Regions from separate parts of the Mus musculus genome. Here all the other regions are linked to region 2. The links are chromatin contacts, called in public ChIA-PET and HiChIP or PLAC-seq maps. All regions are on one chromosome and are shown on one strand. Each heading gives the region's core, a stretch centred on a gene start, on an enhancer-like site or on the middle of the called end of the contact. The rest is flanking DNA. Distances are from core to core; before and after follow the strand shown.

Region 1 (3,423 bases), core at 479-2,978, 360 kb before region 2:
AAACCGAAAATCTGTGGGAAGTCTTGTCCCTCCAATTTTACACCTGTTCAATTCCCCTGCAGGACAACGCCCACACACCAGGTTAGCCTTTAAGCCTGCCCAGAAGACTCCCGCCCATCTTCTAGAAAGACTGGAGTTGCAGATCACGAGGGAAGAGGGGGAAGGGATTCTCCCAGGCCCAGGGCGGTCCTCAGAAGCCAGGAGGCAGCAGAGAACTCCCAGAAAGGTATTGCAACACTCCCCTCCCCCCTCCGGAGAAGGGTGCGGCCTTCTCCCCGCCTACTCCACTGCAGCTCCCTTACTGATAACAACTCAGAGCGACTTTGGGAGAGCAAGTGCTTCCTGCCTCCAAAACAGCCCAACTGAGCCCTCGCTCCTTCCCTCCACTCCCCGGAGTGCGCGATGGAGGTCTGGCTCAGCACGCCCCTCTTGAGGCAACTCAAGTCGGAAACGTGCTTGCACCCGCCCCGCAGCCGCTCAGCCCTACTGCCCGTCCCCGCCCCCAGCGCGCGCTTCCTGCCACGTTGCGCAGGGGCGCGCGGCCAGACTCTGCGGCGCGGGGCCGAGGGGAGGGCCGGAACCTGGGAGCGCCTCCTCGCCGCCCCCGCTGGCCGGCGGATGGACTCAACTTGCACGAACACGAGCCAATGGCAAGGGCCAGTTTTCTGGGCCCCGAGAGCCAATCAGACGACGAGGCCCGGCCGGCGGCGGGTAAAACGACTCCCCCAGAGGAAGGGGAGGGTGGGCGGCCGCTCGCGCGCGAGCTACTTTCGCTGACCCTCCCTCCCCTCCCCCGCCCCGCCAGAGGCCGACCGCGCCCGCACGTCCAGCTCGCCTCACCCCACCTACCTCCCGCCCCACCCAGTGGGCAGAGCGAGGCTGCCGGCGGCTGCGCACTCCGGCTGCCGTTAACTGACAGGCGCCTTACGCCAACCAAAACACGCCATTTGTGTTTTCACACACGGCGGGAGGAAAAGAAGCCAATCAGCGACGAGACGTCGGCCGGAAGCGCTCCTCCGCTGCCCCCCCCCCCCCGAGCCATGGCCGCGTCCGGTGGAGACTTTTCCGCTCCCTTCTCCCTCCCCCTCCGGTTGCTGCAGGGCGGACCGCATTCCTGCCCACCACCCGCTTGCCCCTTCCAGCGTCACGACTCGTACCCGGCTGTCTCACAGAACGGCTCCACCACGCTCGGAGGGCCTGCCGCGGCCGCCCATCCCCGCAAACGCACCAAGCCGCCCTCCCGCCAGAGTCCCGATCCCCTACCTAGCCGAGGCTCTCTGAGGAGCCGGAGCCCCAAAGCACAGCCTCTTCTTTAGGCGGCCCCGGCAGCCTCCGCTGATTGGCGGCGCACCGGCCAATAAGTGTGGGGCGGTGGGCGGAGAGGCCAATGGCGCGGCGGGAGGGGGCGTGTCCCGCGTGCCCCTGGCGCCGGCACTGGGAATCCCCGTGCGGTCAGTGGCGTTTCCGCTCGGGCAGCGGGCTGAGTGAGCTGCCGCCGCTGCCGCCGCTGCCGCCGCCGGGGGAGGGGCGGCCGCCGCCCGCCTGCGCTCAGAGACTCACGCAGCCCTAGTCCCGCCAGTCCGCCAACACAGTAGTGCCGGCCCCCTCCGCCCCTGGCCCTCCCCCTCCCCGCCTCGGGCTCGCTCCGCCTTTTCTGCCCCCCACCCCCACCTCACGGGTACGGGCCATTCCCGGCCAGGAAACGCCGTGGCGCCGCGTTGGGCCTAACTCGAGTCTCGCTGCCTCCCGGGAGTGCCGTGCGCCGCAGCCCGGGCCCAGGCCCCGGCAGCGCCTGGGTCAAGGTAAGGGTCCAACAGAAAAGAGACACCGAACCACACGACCGGGCCCCGGGGGAAAGAAGGGTCACCTCAGTCTCCCTGCGTTCCCTCTCCTCGGGGTCGTGGGCCTGGGCCTCCCCAGCCTGGTAGCAGGAAGATGCTTGCCCTTTTCGTCTTCTCAGCTACCTTTACACACCATTGCACCGCTCTTGCCCAGAGAGAAAGGCTCTCCTTCATCTAGTCGACCCCACTACCTTTTTAATGTCTTCCCTGGGTCAGGACTCTTCCCCTCCCCCTACTCTGGTCTCCCCTTTTTGCCTGGGTATTGCCTACTCCACGTTTATACCCTTTTCAGGAGAGGCCTCCCAACCCTGCTCTCAAAATACACATACTTTTTTTTCTGTCCCTGAGCCCCCCACCTCCCCTGTTCTTGCGGCCTTGTGACAACTCTGGTCGCTCGTGGGGGCCCAGTCCTCCCCTCCATAATCTTCCTGAACGCCTCTCCTCTGGTTTTCCAGTTCCTATCTCAGATGGCTGCTGCTTTTCCCACACCAAAGACATTACCTTCGCCACCCCCACCTCACATTCTTGGACTCCCTGTGGCGTATGCCCCAGTATCCTTGCGATATCCCTGTTGAATTTGTAGGGTTCTAGCCTGGAATTGAGCCAGATTTTGTCGTTTTCCCTGCCTAGGGCGTGGAGAGCGATCTTTTAAGAACGACTCTAAAGAAGAGGGGGAGGGATATGCCCCTATGAATCCGTGCAAGCCAAGATCCTAGGTAAATGGTAGTGGGCAAAAGCCCTGGTTTTAGTAGGTAATCGCTCAGAAGGAAAGTTTTAACTCCTGGGAAAGCCCCTTCTATGCTAATTTATTCTATCGGGCGCCTTTGCCTTTCTCATTCTTAGGAATAAGGATCTTTCTCCTGTGTACTGATGCTGCAGCCCGCCCTGCTGGCCTGGGTCAGGGGTGCGTGGATGACCTGCATTTTCTGCTTTCTCATGTTACTTGTGTAACGTCTTCACCAGCAACTCATTTTTCGCCCAGAGCTCTGGGCTCTGGGTTTTGTCTATACCTGGATTCCTTTTGCCAATTGTTCCTGTGCTCAAAATACTTAAAAAGATTCAGGTTCTCGAATTTCCTCCATACCTTGACTAAATTGTTTTTAGATGACATATTTGTGACCAAGGTCATGTTTACATTACTTCCTTGCTTATATGTTAAATACCTATACTTTTGATTGGGGAGGATCCAGATGGAGGAGGTTCCAGGAGGAGGTTTGTGTGCAGCATATTGAGAGGAAAGTGTTTTGATGGTTAATTTGATATTAATAATGGTTTAGGTCGCTAGGAGGAAAACTTTAAGAGGTTATTTTAGATGTGTGCAATCTGACCTAGGACTAAAGCAGAGAATACTGACATAATTAGAGATTTCTGAGTTTGGAGGACACAGGAATTTCTTTTCCCTGGATTTCTTCCAGTTTTCTCAGGAGGATCATTAGTTCTCTGTCCAAAATTTGTGGCCTGTTATGGGATTAGAGGCTTTAAGGTTATTCAGATTGTCATGTGTAGAATATTGAGTTATGTTCTTTGGTAGGACATGACCCAAGGCTCTTGTTCCTAGCTGTAAATTTAAATATGATTGCTG
Region 2 (2,987 bases), core at 12-2,511:
TGCAGTGCCCACCTAGGCCAGAAGAGGGTGCTAGAGACTCTGGAACTGGAGTTTCAGTGAGTTGTGAGCTGTAGGTGTTGGGAGCCAAACCCCAAAGGGGTGGTGAGATGGATCAGTGGCTAAGAGCGATTGTTCTTGAAAAGGACCTGAGTTGGATTTCCAGAGCCTGCATGGTAGCTCACAACAAGCGCTCCAGTTCCAGGGCATTTGGGGGTTTGACGGCCTCTCCTGACTTCCCCTGGCACCCGACATGCATTCGCTGTATAACACATCCGGCAAGGAGAACACTCTGTGAGTTCAAGGCTACCCACATAGCAAATGCCAGGACATAGTGAGACTCTGTCTCAATAAAACAAACAATCTGGGTCCTTAGCAAAAACAGTAGGTACTCTTAACCACTGTTAATAACTCTCCAGTTATTAATTATTTAATTAATTTATTGGCAAACGTTCAACACAGGCCAGGCTGGCCTCAATGAACTCCTCCTGTTCCTGCCTCCACCTTTCACGTTGAGGAGATTACAAATATTCACAGCCATCTTTGTTCCAGTTAGCCCTCAGGACGCAGGGTCTCAGACTATGGAGAGCATTGCAGGGAGGAAGAGATGCCTCTTTACTGCTTCAGCCTCTGAGTGACGCCTCTCAGCATTGACCACCCTATACTTTTCGTTGTATAACGTCTTTGCTCTGGACCCTAACCCCAAGGTTGTGTGGAGCTTCAGGAAATATAGATGTGCAACAAGCCACTGGGCAAAGATGCCAAGTCTAGTTAGGTATGGTTTAAGACTATAATCACGCCTTGGGAGATTGAAGCAAAAAAGACCGTCAAGAGTTCGAGGCCAGCATGAAGCACATGAAGCCCTGTCTCAAGAATTACAACTTAAGGTCTGGGTCAGCCGTTAAGAGGTCAATAGAACTAGGTTTAAATCCCAGCACTCACAGTATAGCTAGCAAATCTATCCTATGTCCTCTTCCAGCCTCTGCAGGCACAAAAACCACACGTGGTGCATAGACAGACAGACAAAACACCCATACACAAGTAATTATTTTAAATGCTTTAAATGAAGTTAAAAGGGGTTTGCTGGGGGCTTGGTTGCTCGGCATCAGCGGCCTGGGGTTCGGTTCTGCACGATGGGATCTCTGGGCAGGTCAGTGAACCATTTCTAGGGACTGTTAATTCCGCAATCGCTCTACTCTGGCAAAGAACCTCAGAAAGGCCAAGAACGCATGCGCGAAGAAGGAACCACAGAGTCAGTCCTCCCAGGATAGAGAGGCCGGAAGTTCTCCCGGAGCTCCACGCCGTGTAGTGAAAGCCGGGCCGAGGTAGCAGGGAAGGGGTTCGCAGGGTGCTTGGCTGGGTGTGTGAGCAGAGGGTCGGCGTTAGGGGCCTTAGTTCTGTACAATGGCGTCTCGGGCAGGCCCGCGAGCGGCCGGCACCGACGGCAGCGACTTTCAGCACCGGGAGCGCGTCGCCATGCACTACCAGATGAGGTACGAGGTGAGCCAGGCGTACCGAGGCCTTTCCCGGCGGAGCCTGCAGATCCTGGGAAGAAGCGACGCCAGTGGTCCTCACGCTGTCGCCCCCCAGCCAGTTGTCGTGTACCCGCCAGGTCCCCTGCTCTAACGACCTCTGCTCTGTTTCCAGGCCGGGGAAACCCCGTGGCCCACCTTGGTCCGACTTATTCTTTGAGGGGATCCAGCCTGCACAGGCTCGTGGTTCGGTGCTGGCCCCCTGGGTGACCTTGGGAACGCCACTGCCACTTTTCTTTTTCAAGTCTAGATCCCACGGTAGCGTCCAGGCTGATCTCGAACTCACAGCCTTCTCTTTAGTCTCCTGAGTGCTTCTGGCTTTTCAGGGATGCACTTGGCCTGAGAACTCCTTAACATTTTTAAAGATTTTTATTTTTAATTTCGTGTGTGTGTGTGTGTGTGTGTGTATTTGTGCACGTGAGAGCAACTGCTCGCAGAATCCAGTAGAGGGCGTTGGAGCTGGAGTTACACATGGCATTTGGAGTCTACCCGAGGTTGGTGCTGAGAGCCAAGCCCAGAAAGGTGGCAAGCCATGTCTCTAACCACACGTCAGAAGTGATTTTGGAAGCTAGAGTTGTGGTTCATGAACCCAAACCGCCTCCACTGCAGCGAGCCTACTCTCCAGCTCCAACTCGGGTTATTTCCAATTGGAGTCTCAGTTTTCACATTTTTAGAGGGAGAAAATTTCATGATTTTTAGGTTTTGGTGAGGAATTAGCAAGTCGTTTGTGTAAAGGCACAGCATAGGAGTGTGGTGGCTGCTAAACTTGGGGCTGTCTGGATGTGGGTGGTAAAAGGTGACCCTGTCCATCCTGAGGTTTAGGAATACGTCCATATAAGGAGATCTTTCTACGTTCCTTTATTTGTTTGATAAACTCTTACAGGCTATCTATCCATCCTGTCTGTATTGTGTTCTGCACTGAGTCTTTCTTTCCCTCACCTGCCTCTGTCCTTCCTTTAGTGGTTTTTCGAGATGGGGTTTCTCCTTGTAATTCCAGGCTTTCTTGGAACTCACTTTGTAGACCAGGCTGGCATCAAACTCAGAGACCCACCTACCTCTGCCTGATAAGATTAAAGGCGTGTGACACCACCTGTAGACCCTATCTTTATGGAAGATGTCACATGAAGTTTACAAAGAGTTTCAATGCAGTCAAGTCTTTTTTTTTTTTTTCTTCAATTATAAAGTCCTTTTTATTAGTCAAAATCACAATCACCTTGATTAAAAGGGCAGAATATTCCACCCTCAGCAGAAAAACAACACAGTGATAGAAAACCTCCCCAAACCCTCCCACACCCCAATTAAAAACTAGAAAAAATGTCTGCCCTCTGGGCCTGCGATGCCATGGTAGTCTGACTCCTTCAGGGCACTGCCATGGAGTGGGCAGGCCCCCACAGCACCCTCCATTTCACCTTGGGGAAAGGAGGGGTGCTGACGGCCATGGACGTTAGGATAGAGATC
Region 3 (2,990 bases), core at 448-2,947, 300 kb before region 2:
AGGAAGGAAAGAAAGTAGCGAAAATTTTAAATACATGATTATAAAGTACTAATTTAATAATGCAACGTCACCATTCTCATAAAAACAGCTTTGCCATCCTACCAGTCATACCATCATTCTGATAGCAAGGCTCTTTCCTGTTTTTGAGTACAGAAGGGTTGGTTTGCAACCTTTTTTTCATCAGAAACTATAGCAGGGGGTTGGGTGCTTTGGGTATACATCTATTATTTGAAGACACCAAAAGTTTGAGCCCACTCTGAGCTACATTAGCAAGACCCTGTCTTTTAAAAGGAAAGAATATATTGAAAGATGATATAATACAAATTTTATTTCCATATTGTTTTTTAAACATAAAATTATTATTTGAAAGAAGAAAATGTTGAAATAAACTTGTCTGTTAAACGTTAAAAAGAGCTGGGCGTGGTGGCGCACACCTTTAATTCCAGCACTCGGGAGGCAGAGACAGGTGGATTTCTGAGTTCAAGGCCAGCCAGGGCTACACAGAGAAACCCTGTCTCAAAAAACCAAAACAAAACCAAAAAAAGCTAAAAAAAAAATATTAAAATGCAGGCTAGAGTGATGACTGCCATTAAGAGCACTGGCCATTCTTTCAGAGAACCCAATTTTTAATTCCCATAACACCCATATGGTTCCTCACAGCTATCTGTTACTCTAGTCTCTAGGGATTTAATGCCCTCTTCTGACATTTCCTGGCATTGTGTGCATGTTTTACACAGGCACACAGGAAGGCAAACCACTTGTACACCTAAAGTAAAAATAGTATTTTTAAAAATTTGTGAAAAATAAAGTAGCAGTGAAATATCAATAAGTGTCAGGAGTAAAACCAGCTCCAAGTGGAAAGGAAAAACCTTGAATAAGAAGCGTGTTCATATCTAGAACTGAGGGGATGAGGTACACAGTCACAGAGAAGGAGGGGAAAGAATCTAGAAGAAGGAAAACAAGAGCCCTGTGCTTTGTACACCCAGCACCCTCCCCATTCTAAAACATTGCTATCCACCTTGTTTTGCTGAAGCAGCTCCATTTATATATCCTAGCATAGCATAGCCCACGTCTGTTTTCTGGGCCTCAGTTGTTGATAGTCTGTATATTGAGAACTTTCCCTTTTCCCCAGTGCCTGGTACAGAGTCCTTGTCATAGCTGCTATCATCACTTTCATGTTACCCTTCACACCATCACCTCAAGAGCTCACTCTCCAGTTCCCATGTGTTAGAGAGGTATTACCTCAGCAAAATGTTCTGTCCTATGAAAGTCACAGAAAAAATACACATATACATGGTATTGGGGTGGGAGGGTGCTTTGTTTGTTTTGTGATCCAGTAAGTACAATGGATTTTTAACTCTGTTAGATGTGTGCAGGTGTATAACAGTCACTTGAGAGGAACTGATCATAGTTCACAGGTATACCCCTAAAGCTAGTAAGAGAATAAAGAAAAGAAAGATTATAATCAGAGGAAGTATGGGGTGAAGAAACAGAGTTCCTCTAGGAAGAATAAGGAGTAGGTTGTGCCCCACCATAAGAAACACTGTGAGCCCTCTAAAATGATTCACCTAATTCTTTCCTGAGTTCTAATTGAGGTGTTCATTGATAGCATGAAACATTATAAGTCCTTTCTAAGGTACCAGGAAGCATTTAGCTGAACTAACCACTTTGTGGAAGTGAGTTCTGCAGTTAAACATTTACCATATGCATAAACATTAACCATCCTCACCACCAAATCCCTCCCTAAAAAGTGTGGCAAACAGCCATGCTTATCGTTACTTTCTGTTTTGCTTCTTGACTCTGAGAAGATAAATAACAAGATACTTTTTCCTCCTCTAGAACATCTCCTCCCCTGAGGGTTCCCCTGCACATAGGCCTAAGCCCCTGTCACCAGAGGTAGTTACCATACCATCTCAATCACATGCAGGCTGAGAGTGAGTGCACAAGGGTGGTCCTGAATTGGGGGGTGAGGGGGCTGGACTGGAGGGTGGCCTCTCATTCACAGCAAATAGAGTGGATCTTATATAAAAACTGACTGCACAGGACCGTGGGGAAATGAGTAGCTGTTTTTATGTTGTGGGGTTGCTTTTGTTGTCATTTGGGAGAAGGAATGGCTGAAGAGTTTCATTAAAGAGAATCTTCAGAGGATGTAGATTCTATGTGCATGAGAGCATTGTTAGAGAAAGTCATGAATAACATCCTCCTGTTAACAAGGAAACTGGAGTTGGTCGACACTGTCTCAGTATCATGTCAGCAATGTATAATTGGGGTTAAACTGACAGCTCACACGGCTGGGTGTCTGGGCTTTGGGTGACAGATGAGCAGCTTCCTTTAGGGAATCCAGCGTTCTCTGGCTTTCCTTCATTTCCTCTGGAGTGCCTAGTTGGGTGTAAGTATGTAAGGAAGCTTAAGCCCAAGCTCTGGGTTACAAACCTTCTCTTGTGCAGAGGCTGGGATACAGTTTGTGTGCAGTGATTTATACCTCTTAGGATACCAATTTCAGTACTTTGCTAAGAAACCCTCCTACCCTAAAGATCCAAAATCATGATTTCAGTGTTAGCAGTTATAATAAGCTTTAGACATGTAATTAATTATTAACCCTATAAATCTACATGGAGCTTTTTTTCTCTGTACCTTTTCAAAATTAACTGGCCTTTAGTCTCACTTTCCAAAATAATTAGGGCCCTACTCCCTGACTAATCACCAAATTCTCAGTCAGTAGGATATTCTGTAGATCATCATGAAACTGAAAAGATTATATTCCACTAGTTTATTGTTAACTTCCTGAGTATTGTGAGTCCATCTTGTTGGGAAAGTATAGATTGCTCTGTCTTGGGTTGCTAAAGATTCAATATTAGAAAGGCTTTGATAACTGATCTGTCTAGTTAAGGGAATGTTGGTGTTAAGCGATACAGATAAGCAGTAATGGGTCGGTTTTATCACTGGTGCATTTCAGCCTTTGATATGCTTTTTGGCGGTAGGCTTTAGCA
Region 4 (3,273 bases), core at 247-2,746, 500 kb before region 2:
GAAGATAATACATTTTCGGCACAGAACTCTCTCTTTATGCTTAAATGCCTGCATTAGTCTGGATCAATATGTCCCATAACAGTTAATCCATGGCAACTCAGACCAGGCAAGAAATGCTGACAAAGAAGGGCTACTTAAGGATGCGATGCACCCCCCCCACCCCCCCACCCCACCCCCACCCCCCGCAGCCCATACTCATGCATTTGAATTTCAGCCCAGAGAAGGCAGCAGAGGCAAAAACAACCACCCACAAAAGCCAAAAGAAGGGATGGGGAGAGCAGATCAAAAAATATATACATAAATAGCAAAGGGCTTTCTCGATGGGAGTGAGGGGGAGGAGGCCTTGACTGTCAAAATGGCCTTAGAGTGACATATCACTGCCAAGATGATGGAGTACCGGCGACACTCCTAAAGTCCCTTCCTCACACACCTGCAATGCAGAGATTTCTGCCCTTTCTGTAATTCACGCTCCCAGCCCAGGCACTATCTGCAGTGGGAGCCAGTCTGGACTTGTGCAGCCAGCACCCGGTCCTTCCTCCTTACAATAAGATTATTGCTGCATAGCAACTTCTCAAGAAGGCAGGGAGGCGAAGGAAGAGACAGCAGAGGGAGAGACAAGGGGACGGAGAGAAGGCAAAGTCCCTCGGCCCCACCACTCACCTTTTATTTGGGCTTCATATTCAGCAATGATCTCTTTGTCTTTCTTGAACTTAGTTTGAGATGACATCTTCCGACGTGGCAAAGAGAACTGACAGGCTGTTTGATCTATTTCTCCTTCTCTCTCCAAGTCCTCTCCCAAGCCTGGGTAATCACACAGCAATGGTCGATTTCACAGGTTTCAAGGGCTAATCTCTTTTACTTGGCTACAGAGCCCCGGGGTTGAAATCCTTCTTCTGGGAGGAAAATGCTCTCTGCTGGCAGGGAAATGGCTCTAGTGGCTTGCTCTGGTCAGCTCCTCTTGCAAAAGAAGTCACCCTGGGAGTACCATAACCTGCCCCAGATTTCCAGGATTTTTCTTCCAAAATAATAATAATAGCAGCCAAGAGCACACACAAACACACACACACACGTACACACACACACACAAACACATTCACGAGTGCACACACACGCTCACCCAGACACGCTTCCACGCAATTGTGCTGTGCACACACCCATCCACACCACAAGCGCGCGCATACACACACGCGCGCACACACACACACACACGCATACACACACACACCCTCACTCACACACACACACCCGCTTGCTCACTCATACACACACATCCACAAGAGGCGCGGCGCCTCCTGGGTCGTGTGGCCAGTCTCCGGTTCGCTTTGGAAGGCTCTGCTAAGGAAATGGTCAGGTTGCCAAAGGACCGGTCATCTCTCATCCTCCCTCCGGTCGATCGGCGCCTCGGGTCTGCTGGACGGTGAGGATCAAAACCAGGAGAGGGAGGTGGAAGTTTTCCCGGCTGTAGCGTTTTAGCTCCGCTGGACCCAGGGCTGGACTGCTCACCCTGCAGGGCTGGCTGAGCTCTCCCCCACCGCCCTCGTCACTAGACTCCGCCTCCCGGATTTTATAACAACTGACACATTGTAGCCTACAGGAGAGCTGAACTAGCTGCAAGCAAAAAGGGGAAGAAACGCTCACAAAAGGGAAGGCGGCAGGAGGGGGAAATCAGGTTGGGAAGGCCTGGGAGGCTCCTGCAAACTCGAGCTAGTAGTAGTTAGGCTGGAGATTTTCTAACAAACACAGAAAGATTCTTTTCTTTGCGTCGTGCTCAAACTAGCAACTATATGACGAGTTGTCACTCTGCCTGAGACTCTGGCAGAGTCTGATGCATGCAGGAGAGGCCACTATTTTTGAAAGAATTACTTGATAACAGGGACAGTGCCAGAGGTTTCAGCTTTGCAGAGAGATCTGGCAGACAGGGCTGCCTTCAGGCTCAGAGAAGGTGGGACAGCGCCATTCTGACTCCCTCGTCTTAGTTCCTTTACCAGTAAAATAAGCTCTCTTTGGAGACTCTTTAATGGACAATTTCAACAAATACATACAAAAAGCTTACTAAAGGGCCCACTGGCGTTATAAAGGCAAGAAGCACCATATGACAGTACAACAGAATTTAACTACACGCTGAATGATAGAATGGGTAAAAATGACAAGTGCTAAGAATTGAAAATATTACAGAGCGGGGGGATTCAAATGTAAAGAGCTTTTGGGAGATGGAGTATGAACAGAAACAGTTTGGCTCAGTACCTAGGTACACAGTAAGCTCCCTATAAATAGTAGCAACTATGGTAACCCCAGCATCCTAGGGGCTACATTATATATAAGTGGAAAATGACTTACCAGGGTGCCAGCATTCCAACCCAGACAACAAAACCCACCAGTAGTAAAGACTCAGTAGGAGTCTCCAGCATTTCATTAGAGAGTCCTAATTTCATTGGCATTTCAAATAGTTCAGTGTGGTAGGTCAAACTGGCATCAAGTACCATAGGATGCCTGATAATAAACTGTCATGAGAGTGTCTTGTCCCCCAAGAGTTCACTGAAAGAGACTTCCATAACTTTCTCAAACTAGGTACCACCTTCCACTTGTCCTTCTGGAATGGCCCAACATGTGATTTGGCTTGGGTTTAGAAATGAACAGGTTATCCGTACCAGCCTCTAAGGGCTCCCCAAGAGAGTATGCAGCTAGAACGGGTCTGGAGAGGTAGGTAAAGTGAGACAGGGTCCTCCCGCCTAGTGATCAGTGGGTGAGCACCAAGGGCTCAGTTGGGGAATGCACAGCAGCTGCCTGAGCAGTTCACCTGGTGAATCATAGGCTTATTATAGCTCTGGACACAGAAAGAGGAGGTTACAGAGTTCATAAGCAGATGCCACAGCCCACATCCTCCTGCCTCACCCTTCCCAGGGACATGTAGGCCCTCTGCTATGCAGAAGCCACAAGTGTCATTAGAGGAAGATATGCTCAGAGATTAACCTGCCTTAAGCCTAGATCCTCAGAGAAAAGTGGAGTTAGTGTCCTATGCCCTGGAATGTGAATATGCAGCTAACCAGATTCCTTCCTGTCTCTTCTAGGAGCCTGGAGCCAGGTGACTCTGACTGCTCTCTGTGGCCGCTGGGAGCAGGAACCCAGGAAACGGCCATTCTAGCCATGAGGAGAATTTTTAAACCACACATGCATGTCAGAGACGCATACAGCGCGCTGAGCCATGGGAATGTCCCAAGAAGCCATGAGACAATAAAGCGAGATGTGTCAGAGAATGCCTGTTGAACAGCAAGG
Region 5 (3,178 bases), core at 423-2,922, 280 kb after region 2:
GCATTCTGCCTCTAGACCTGATTTTGGGGGGGAAAAAAAAACTTGGGAAAGAGGTGGAGATTCAGGTGTGAGGGTAAGCAGGGTCACATTCTGCGTCCAGTGTGCTACAGTGCCATGTGCTCTGTACTCACTTTGCAGGCCACATGTTTGGTTTCTGTTGAGTATCACAGAAACTAGGAAATGCTGTTAATCCTAGCCGTGTGTGTGTGTGTGTGTGTATGTGTGTGTGTGTGTGTGTGTGTGTGTGTGTGTGTGTGTGTGTGTGTGTGTGTGTGTGTGTGTGTGTGCTCTTCCCTATGAGAACTAAGTACAGCGCTCTTGAGGCTGGGGGGCTACCTGCTCAGTGTGGTCATGGGTTGTCTCATAAGACTGTTAGTGAAGGAGCCTTGGTGAGTCAGGAAGTAGTTTTAAGTGTCACATTTCCTGTGGAGCAAGGGTTTGAGAAGGAGCCTAAGCTGGAGAGAGGGTGAGAGAGCAGGCGTTTAGTGATCTTGGCATTTGTCCTTGACCAGAGAGGAAGGTAGAAGGAGTGTAGTAAACTGACCTGATGGCCTTGGCCAAGGGAGTTGATCTTTTAACTTGTGTTTCTTATCTACAAAATTCAACAAGTGATGCCAGCTTATTTAGCTCATGGGGTCTTGTATAGAGAAGTGGTCCATGATAAAGGTAGAGAACAGGCTGGGGTGTGGCCCCTGGCAGACAGAGCACCTGCTTAGCAATTGTGAAGCCCTAGCTCGTGTCTCCTGCTTCCCAGTTTATCATGGTTGCCGTGTTTAAAGATGAAGTTGTTGCATGCAGACAGAGTATAGGGACTGGCACTGTCAGGTGCTGCTTCCATTTCCCAGGAGAATCCTAGTTGAGCTGCTGAGAGGCACCTATGGTCCCTTTAGTCCCTTCTCCCAATCCAAAGCTGTTTGTGTTTTTCCTTAGCCCATCTAAGGTTTTTCAGAGCAAGCCCAGCTCTGTTAGGCCACACGTGGGCTGGCCAGCCTAGCCTGCACTAGCCTTCCTACCTCTCCATCACCAAGGCAGGCCTGAGAGGTCCTGGGACAAACAAGGCTTTCTTCTGTTTCTGTATCCATCAGTGCTTCCTGGCTCCTGTGATCCCTCAATCTGTTTTGTTTTTGCTGCGCATGTCTGCTGCTCCCTTGCTACCCTTGAAACAGTTACCTCTTGGGATGGAGACTCTGAGCCCCTTGTGGAGCTGTTAGTGCTGGACTCTAATCCTTGAGTAGCCTGAAAAGCCAGCATATGGCTTACCCTCCATACCCCAACCCCTTTACTGTTATAAGAACATGCTGGTGCCTGGGTACCAACCCTGATCTCCAGCTCCTCCTCTGTCTCTTCTGCTTGTCCTCTGTCCTCTGGGTGGAGCCAGCCTTCCAGAGCTCGTGGCTGCAGTTTAGCTGGTGGCTTCTTGGATTCCTTTCTCTGCTGGAAAGGAAAAGAGGGTTCTCTTTCTCTCTCTCTCACACACACACACACAGATCGGGGTAGATGTGGGGGCTTAGGGAGACAGACTGACTGACCTGGGCTTTCTGGTGCTCTGGGCTCAGGAAGCTGGAGCCTGCCATGGCCATGTCCATCCAGAGCATGCTGAGTAGCAGCAAACTGCAGATGGTGCCTGAAGACAGCATGGTCTTGGTGGTGAGGACAGATGACCTGGGGGAGAGAGGGTCTTCTGGTAGCCTACTTCATCTCCATGTTATGTGCCTTAGAATTTGCTCAGGCTAGAATCCAGCAAGCTTCTAGAAGTAAGGACTGCTGGACGAAGCAAGGCTCTCTTGTCACCATCTTTCAAGGGTGGGAGCTGAAGGCTGACCTCTGCTTTTTCAATCTTTGGAGGCAGACAGAGCCTGATGTGATAGAGGGTTGTCCATTTCAGTGTTGCTTGTCCCTTGCCCTCAGGAGCCTGATGACAGAGCTAATTAGGCTGACCAGTGAGCTCACTGACACTTATGAATGACCAGTGCTGAATAATTTAGACCCCGGTGAGCTTGCATGTTCATGCATACATATATACATATATACATATATATACACACATATACAGACAGCTAAGAGAGCTTACCTGGAATGCCTGGGGATGTGGTGCCTGCTCACCGGCTTCTCCTTATATAGGAAGCCTTGTGTTTGTTCACATCCGGTAGCCTCATCTCTTGAGGCTGTGTAGTTTGTGTGGGCAGTATTGCATTCCTTGGGAACTAAGTACTCTTTTTTTCCCCTCACTGTTGAAGAACAAACAGTGGAGGACAGGTGCCAAAGTCGGGACAGTTGGCTTGGGTGGGGCACCAGCTCCTGATTCTCCATGGTCCCTGTGTGGGCTTGGCCCTGGTGGTGGATTGGCAGCTGAGCTCTGAGGTCTTGCTTAGTTGTGGTATAACCTTGGCTTGCCTCCTTCCATGTGAGATGATGTTGCCACCAGGAGAACTTGTCCAATTTTGGACAAAATTGGACAAGATTTTGTCCAATTTTGCTTTGCCACTGAGGCTGTTGTGGCTTCTGCACACCGGTCACATAGAGACCTGCTTCTGGGGTGTTCTCGAAAAAGGGCTGCACTGCCATCCCCAGGAGCAAGTGTCGGGAAAGGTGCACCTGGTGGTTACACCTTACTGCTTGTCTGTGTCTTGCTTGCGTTTGCTGGTTGATTTTGTCTTATACTGTTGGGCATAGTCCCCAGGGCCTTGTTTTTGGTAGGCAGTTCTCACTGAGCCATTCTCCAAGCCCGTTCTGGTGTTTGTTAACCTGGCAGCTTTGCCTCTCTGTTCTCTGGCAGGTATCAAGGCTCTATCTAGCACAAGGAATGCCCATTGTGGAGATGCAGATGAGATAGACCTGGTATAGGAGTCCTGCAGTATAGCTTTGACAGGAGACAGCCCTTTGGATACCTTCATGTCTTAAGAAAAATAGGGCAGGGCAGTGGCAGAGGCAGGCCGACCAGAGTGTGAGGTCCAGGACTGCTAAAGCTAACAGAGAAACTGTCTCAAAAACAAAACAAAGAAATAGGATAGCTCAAGGGCCTATGTCTTTCTGGGGCAGTGTAGGCTCCTGAAGCAGTTTTCTGACCTGTCCCTGCTGCTACGGTGTTGGCGACATTGCAGTGGCAGGCTACTCTGGATGTCTAGTTAGGGGCTGTTGCCAACAGGACAAATAATTCAGAGCCCCATGATATCCTCAC

Evidence for each region. ChIA-PET counts read pairs in DNA pulled down with a chosen protein or histone mark. HiChIP or PLAC-seq counts read pairs in DNA pulled down with a chosen protein or histone mark.
Region 1: a contact with region 2 is called in an H3K27ac HiChIP or PLAC-seq map of extraembryonic endoderm stem cells. The contact joins the promoter of Setd5 here to the promoter of Jagn1 in region 2. A contact is called at or near these places in 9 of 39 promoter capture datasets (the 3T3-L1 cell line, 3T3-L1-derived adipocytes, the C10 cell line and 5 more), 7 of 115 datasets of contacts at active chromatin or transcription factors (the SCID.adh cell line, bone marrow-derived macrophages, embryonic stem cells and 4 more) and 1 of 9 other capture datasets (pancreatic islet).
Region 3: an RNA polymerase II ChIA-PET map of memory CD8 T cells shows a contact between it and region 2, with 5 read pairs. The contact joins the enhancer-like site here to the promoter of Jagn1 in region 2. A contact is called at or near these places in 2 of 39 promoter capture datasets (the C10 cell line and neural stem cells), 1 of 15 datasets of contacts at CTCF or cohesin (the NIH/3T3 cell line), 4 of 115 datasets of contacts at active chromatin or transcription factors (bone marrow-derived macrophages, effector CD8 T cells, memory CD8 T cells and 1 more) and 1 of 9 other capture datasets (pancreatic islet).
Region 4: an HNF4G HiChIP or PLAC-seq map of pancreatic cancer cells shows a contact between it and region 2. The contact joins the promoter of Srgap3 here to the promoter of Jagn1 in region 2. A contact is called at or near these places in 2 of 115 datasets of contacts at active chromatin or transcription factors (microglia and pancreatic cancer cells) and 1 of 9 other capture datasets (adipose tissue).
Region 5: a contact with region 2 is called in an H3K27ac HiChIP or PLAC-seq map of the NIH/3T3 cell line, with 3 times the contacts expected there. The contact joins the promoter of Ghrl here to the promoter of Jagn1 in region 2. A contact is called at or near these places in 10 of 39 promoter capture datasets (the C10 cell line, the HPC-7 cell line, HPC-7-derived erythroid cells and 5 more), 1 of 15 datasets of contacts at CTCF or cohesin (the NIH/3T3 cell line), 6 of 484 Hi-C or Micro-C datasets (CD8 T cells, double positive thymocytes, embryonic stem cells and 2 more), 5 of 115 datasets of contacts at active chromatin or transcription factors (the NIH/3T3 cell line, T-cell acute lymphoblastic leukemia, embryonic stem cells and 2 more) and 2 of 9 other capture datasets (adipose tissue and liver).

The regions. Positions count from the first base shown.
Region 1 is chr6:113,075,911-113,079,333 of GRCm38.p6, forward strand. It overlaps Setd5 (SET domain containing 5), which reads left to right and starts at 1,729. Exons shown (of 22, transcript NM_028385.1): 1 at 1,729-1,802. It overlaps Gt(ROSA)26Sor (gene trap ROSA 26, Philippe Soriano), which reads right to left and starts at 1,334. Exons shown (of 3, transcript NR_027010.1): 1 at 1,264-1,334.
Region 2 is chr6:113,441,308-113,444,294 of GRCm38.p6, forward strand. Jagn1 (jagunal homolog 1) reads left to right here and starts at 1,262. Exons shown (of 2, transcript NM_026365.3): 1 at 1,262-1,490. The coding sequence starts at 1,402.
Region 3 is chr6:113,140,179-113,143,168 of GRCm38.p6, forward strand. The region is part of intron 17 of Setd5 (SET domain containing 5); the gene reads left to right. Among named protein-coding and RNA genes, the nearest start is that of Lhfpl4, 54 kb to the right of the region's middle. Within about 2 kb of position 1,698, at least 27 of the 459 cell types and tissues checked have an H3K27ac peak or open chromatin away from gene starts, as enhancers often do. A contact at or near this core is called in memory CD8 T cells, where this site is marked.
Region 4 is chr6:112,945,770-112,949,042 of GRCm38.p6, forward strand. It overlaps Srgap3 (SLIT-ROBO Rho GTPase activating protein 3), which reads right to left and starts at 1,497. Exons shown (of 22, transcript NM_080448.4): 1 at 661-1,497. The coding sequence starts at 727.
Region 5 is chr6:113,717,793-113,720,970 of GRCm38.p6, forward strand. It overlaps Ghrl (ghrelin), which reads right to left and starts at 1,673. Exons shown (of 4, transcript NM_001379129.1): 1 at 1,530-1,673; 2 at 1,318-1,434. The coding sequence starts at 1,637.